Linked DNA regions of Mus musculus: region 1 is linked to region 2. The links are chromatin contacts, called in public promoter capture Hi-C maps. All regions are on one chromosome and are shown on one strand. The core of a region is the stretch at or near the end of the contact, and the rest is flanking DNA. Distances in the headings are between cores, read along the strand shown. Region 1 holds the start of Slc6a13 (solute carrier family 6 (neurotransmitter transporter, GABA), member 13). Region 2 holds the start of Iqsec3 (IQ motif and Sec7 domain 3).

Region 1 (2,700 bases), core at 48-2,547, 170 kb after region 2:
CATGGTCATTTAATTCCTACACCAACCCTGTCATTGTTGAGAAAATGATGGTACATAAAATACCTGCAGCCGCTGCTCTGTTAAGTCAAGTCACTGTTGCCACCTAGGTAGTCAATCGTATGGAGACTTGAAGTCACTCTGCACTTACTGCTCTTTTGGTTCTACCAATGAGCTCTTGTTCGCTGCCTTGGTTTATCAACACACTTAATGTTAGTGACTCCTTCCTCGCTTTGTGCAATGGCTCCTCTTGTTTAGGTCTTTGTTTTAGTTTTTGTGTTTGTTTGTTTGTTTGTTTGTTTGTTTGTTTTGAGACAAGGTCTAATGGCCCAGCTTCTCCAAGGACTTGATCTATAACATAAACTTAAGGTGATTCCTGGGTGCTCAGACTGTGTAACTCAGGCCCTGTGGTTGATTTAGAGTGGCCTCTTTGTAGAGAACTAAGCAGGTGGGCTTTCTCCGAACCCCCAAACAAGTTCAGAGTATGGAACCTTCTCACCAGAAACCTCTCCAAGCCAGAGACTTCCCTTAGGTTCTATCTGCAACCCTAGGGACCAGAAAAGTCAGCCCAAAGGGCCAGGAATAGAAGACATCTCTGATTATTTGACAAGCTGGGGAGTGGGATCCAAATTCGCTGTGGACAAGAAGGTGAAAGTCAAGGTGTTGTTTCTCACCTGACTGACCTGATCTTCTCGGCCTCATGCTGATCCTGGCCTCGCTTCCTAACCATCACAGGGATGCCTTCCTGTGAGGCAAAGCCATCCCACTTGGCCTCATCCCCCTTCCAGCAACCAAGCAGTAACCTTCTGCCTCTTAGCCCCGTGCTTCTCAGGAGCAGTGGAGAAAGCACGGGTTCAGGCATGCCGGGTTCAGACCACAGCCGTCCCTAGCACCCTGCCTGACCCCTGAGGTTAATGAGTAACGCAGCCTTAGTTTGCTGGTCTGTGACAGTGGGAACATTGGCGTAGACTCAGCTGTGAGGCTTGAGTGGAGAGATGAATTCTATATTCACCCTGAAACTCAATCATTCTCCTCTCCAACTAGAATTCTCGACCCCTCCTCTGTCACCCTTAAGTCATGAGCCACCCCTTTCAGAATGTCAAGAGAATAGCAGAAAATGCTTGCACCTGCACACCCAGGAGCGAACCAAGAACACCATCCAGAGGACATCATGGTTGTAAATCCATGGATCCCACCAACCTACATTCTGAGGCCCAGAAACAGGAAAAAGAGAGAAAGAGCAGAGAATATTCCGAACCTTGGTGAAGTTTCTGCCTGAGGTCTTGTCGGAGAATTCTCCAGGGGGCCAGGGAAGGGGCTGGCTATTTAAAGCGTGGCTGGAGACCGCCCTGTGGTGCATGTAATCCTAAACTTGACCCGGCCCACATTCCGCCTCCTGCCTTCCCCCTCCCACGTTCTCCCCTCCCCCTCGGCCACCAGACAATCCGCACATGAGTGATTCCCTGGCCTGGGGACTCTGTCCGCCCTGGCAGTTCAGCCGGTTGCTTGTGATTCTACTACAGCATGTGTCTTGCCACAGCTTGTCTGCCCTTCCCCCTGACTCTGGGATCTCCATAAAGAGATCAGCCAGTTGCCCTGTCTTCCCACAACTCAAGGACTCCTGGGAAGCAGTCAGTAGTAGGTGCTTATTTGGTGAGGTGCTATTAGGATTAATTTAAAAGTATACCAACCTTATCGGGTTCCAAATGGCATTCTAGAAGGGACAATGATTTAGGAAAACAACAATAACCACACATTAGATTACTGAACTGTGAGAAGTCAGTAAAATATCCAACATGCACACAGACACACGCACGTATGTGCACACACAATGTTGAAACGTCTGGAAAAGGTTTCTGAGTTAATAGTGGTTGCACTCAGAACAGAGCTGGGTTAGGAAACGGTAGTTAAGGAGATTTTTCTCTTCCTTTTGAAGCTCCAGTATTGTTTGAATTCTTTGACAATGTTCGAGAACTTTTTTTTTAGCTGCAATCAATGAAATGCCAAGGTTTAAAGCAAAGTCATCAGGGAAGATTTGGCAATGGGAGGCAGACAGCTAGTCACAGGACTTTCTTTCCAGGCAGGGATGACCCTCGGAGGTGGCCGGCTGTTCCTTCAGCTGTGAGTCCCAAGACTAGAGCGCAGTCTTGGGTTCACCACCTGCTGCGAGGCAGTGCAGGGGGACACTGTGTAAGCTTTGGTGCCAGGCAGCACAGGGGCCAAGCACCACATCTGTCACTCGGGAGCTTGGAGTTTTGAGCAGAGCACACAGCTTCTGGAAACTCTCATTCTTGCAGCTATAAGATGAAGACAGTGTTGCGCACCTTGGAAAGTTGCAGGAGATTTCAGGAGAGAGTGGATCTGATAATGTAGCCAGTTCATGAATAGCTACTGATGCTGTTTAAGAATTATTCAGAATGAGCTTCTTGGAGACTTTTTTTTTAATAAAAAAGATTGTATCTTCTACTTTTATTTATGTGTATACGTCTGTGTATGTGTATATCTATGTGGGTGCCCTTGGAGGGCAGGAGAGGGTGTCAGATCCCCTGAGGCTGGACTTCCAAGCAGATGTGGGCCCACGTAGTGAGAGTGCTAGGACTCGAACCCAGGTCCTCTGGAAGGGCAACTAGAGTTCTTAACCACTGAGCCACCTCTCCAGCCTCTGGAAATTATTCTTGTGTTTCGGAAGCCTCTTTTCTTCTT
Region 2 (2,725 bases), core at 162-2,661:
TAAAAAAGAAATTAATGGTATTTGTAACGGAATGGAGGGACCACATACATATCAGACACAAGCAAGTATACATTATGTGACTTCGTTAATATTAGATTCCACAACAGGCAAAACTAATGTGTGTTTAGAGGAAGCAGATGAGTGCTTAGCTGGGGCTGGGGACAAGAAGTTGAACAGAGCAGAGGGGTGCTTATTACACGTAACAGTTTTTTTGTTTGTAGTGATGAGCGATCGGGTGTATACTGTCAAAATCCACGGAGCTGTGTAGTCAGAATGAGCGCACACTGTTGCATATGAATTATTACTCCAAATACCCTGAGACCTCATTTCTAGAGAAAAATCTAGCCCTAGCAGCCTTCCTGCCTTAATTTTCCTCCTGGCTGACCTAGTATAATGCTGCATCTAGTGGATGTTATGTGCAAAAACTGAAAAATTAACAGATAATTCCATGTTGATTCATGTCTCTGAGCTTCCAGGAAAACCCCTCCCTCCTCAAATGTTAATTCTTCCAAGAAGCATTCCGGAGATCCCCAGACTGGTGACTCCTACAACACTCTGATCACAGCTCTGTCTTACTCCCACCTTTCAAAATTAATTATTAAGTCTTTGATCCACTGCTTATAAGCTACAAGAAGCCAACAAATCCATCCTGGTAGTTTTTATTATATCATCTCCTAGTCCAGTATTTACTAATTGCATGTGCTTCCTAACTGTCAAAAAGAATGGTTGCTTCAGAAGGTTCTGGAAGCGGGAACCTCAGAGGTTCTATTTGGTTTCTGTTCCTGTCAGAGAGGTCCAAAGAGCCATGAGATCTCATTTCCAGAGAAAAATCCCTGCATGTGCAGCCTTCCTGCCTTAACTTACCCCCGCCAGAACTAAGCAACAGACACACGCCTTGTTCTCTAGGGTCTCATAACTGTTCACGGACATCCTACAGAGCAAATTGTTGAGCATCAAAAAGGCAGGTGTGTCTCCTCCCTAGAAGGTCTTAAAAATGGGCCCTGCCTCTGAGGTGCCTAGATACAGGAAAACGTGACTGTGACCTTTTAGAGCTGGGTGCCTGTACTTCTCTATGTCTTTGGCAGCTTCCTTTATTCTTCATCTTTCTCTGGCGGCTTCCTTTTTGTCTTAGTTCTATAGCACTTTCCCAGCGCTTCTGCTTGGGTTGGCTCTTCCTTCTTCCCTGGTAGGACTGATCTCCATCCTGGATTTTCATAGAGTATTTTGCTCGACCCAGCCTCTTCCCCTCTGCTCCCCATCCCCACCCGCCTCTCCTACGCCCCCGCGGGAAGCAGGGTTCCTCACGAAGCCCAGAGGTGGGAGGTGGGCCCTGGCGCCGGTCCGCCCCTCAGTGCGTGTGCGAATGCCTGTGTGGCGGTGACGCGCAGGCGACGGCGGGAAGGGGAGGGAGAGAGAGGGAGGGAGGCCACCGACCGCCAGAGCTGCTGGGCTGCTGGGCTCCTGCGCGCTCACGCTCCCCGCCGCCCGCCTAGGCGCAGGCAGGGCGCAGGCGGCGGCGGGCGGCATGGAGAGCCTGCTGGAGAACCCGGTGCGCGCCGTGCTCTACCTCAAGGAGCTCACGGCCATCGTGCAGAACCAGCAAAGCCTCATCCATACCCAGCGCCAGCGCATCGATGAGCTGGAGCGGCGTCTAGACGAGCTGAGCGCGGAGAACCGCAGCCTGTGGGAACACCAGCAGTTGCTGCAAGCCCAGCCTCCGCCTGGGCTGGTTCCCCCGCCGCCGTCTGCCCCACTGCCTGCTCCTGCAGTCACTGCTCCGGCCGCCGCTGCGGCCCAGGAACCGCTTCAGGACCACGGACAGCTCATACCCGCTTCACCGGAGCCGCCGCTTCAGCACCACGGTCAGCTCCTGGCGCAGCCCCAACCTGCACCCAGCAGCAGGGTTCAGACTCCTCAGTCGCCCCACCAGCACCCGGTGGCACCCGGGGCCATAGCTGACAAGGAGAAGGAGCGTCCCTCGAGTTGTTGTGCTGCCGCGGGAGCCCTGCTTCAACACGCATCCCCCGCCGCCCTCGGCAAGGGCGTCCTGAGCAGGAGACCCGAGTGAGTGGGGACAAGGAGGTGGGAGAAGCAAGTGGGTGTGAGGAAATGGGAAATCTGTGTGTAAGAGTGAAGGACTTGAGCACTGTGAAGTGAAGCGGGCAAAAATGCCTTGGGTAAAAAAATGTGTCAAGGAGAGTCCCGCAAAGGAGGGCTTGAGATCCGCGTTGGAAGGTCTGTGGTGGTTGGAGCCAAAGGAAGTATTTGGACCATCTTTGGAGCAAAAAATGAGAGGAATGGGCTTTAACTGGTTGGGGATAATGATAACTTCCAGAAATTAAGGGAGATAAAATTGGGAGGAAGTTGGGGGCAAAAAAATTAAGCCAAAGCAGGGGACCATTGAAGGATTTAAGCTAGGAAAAATTCGGAAGTGAGTTTGCATAGTACAACTGTTTAAATAAAGAGTGAGACACCAAAACAGACTTGATCAGGAAGTTTAAGCGCTTTATAGGGGCTGGGGTCCAGCAGCAAGGATTAGAGTGGGTAGGATAAAGCAAAGGACAGGAGGTGGGGGGGGAACGGGAACAGGCAGGGGAGCTGGATACAGGAAGATGAATGGTGGGAGACAGCGCTGCCCAGGGGAAGGAGCTGGCTCTTTATCTGATGCAGTGGGAGTCAGAGCCAGGAGTGGCTCACTTGGGAAAGCTTTCTCCCTTCTGACCCA

The links. Promoter capture Hi-C pulls out the DNA fragments that hold promoters and counts their contacts.
Region 1: a promoter capture Hi-C map of stem cell-derived epiblast-like cells shows a contact between it and region 2, with 2.6 times the contacts expected there. The contact joins the promoter of Slc6a13 here to the promoter of Iqsec3 in region 2. A contact is called at or near these places in 7 of 39 promoter capture datasets (the 3T3-L1 cell line, cranial neural crest, embryonic stem cells and 2 more) and 1 of 115 datasets of contacts at active chromatin or transcription factors (forebrain).

Annotation. Positions count from the first base shown.
Region 1 is chr6:121,298,885-121,301,584 of GRCm38.p6, reverse strand. Slc6a13 (solute carrier family 6 (neurotransmitter transporter, GABA), member 13) reads right to left here and starts at 1,297. Exons shown (of 15, transcript NM_144512.3): 1 at 1,256-1,297.
Region 2 is chr6:121,472,364-121,475,088 of GRCm38.p6, reverse strand. Iqsec3 (IQ motif and Sec7 domain 3) reads left to right here and starts at 1,411. Exons shown (of 14, transcript NM_001033354.3): 1 at 1,411-2,064. The coding sequence starts at 1,526.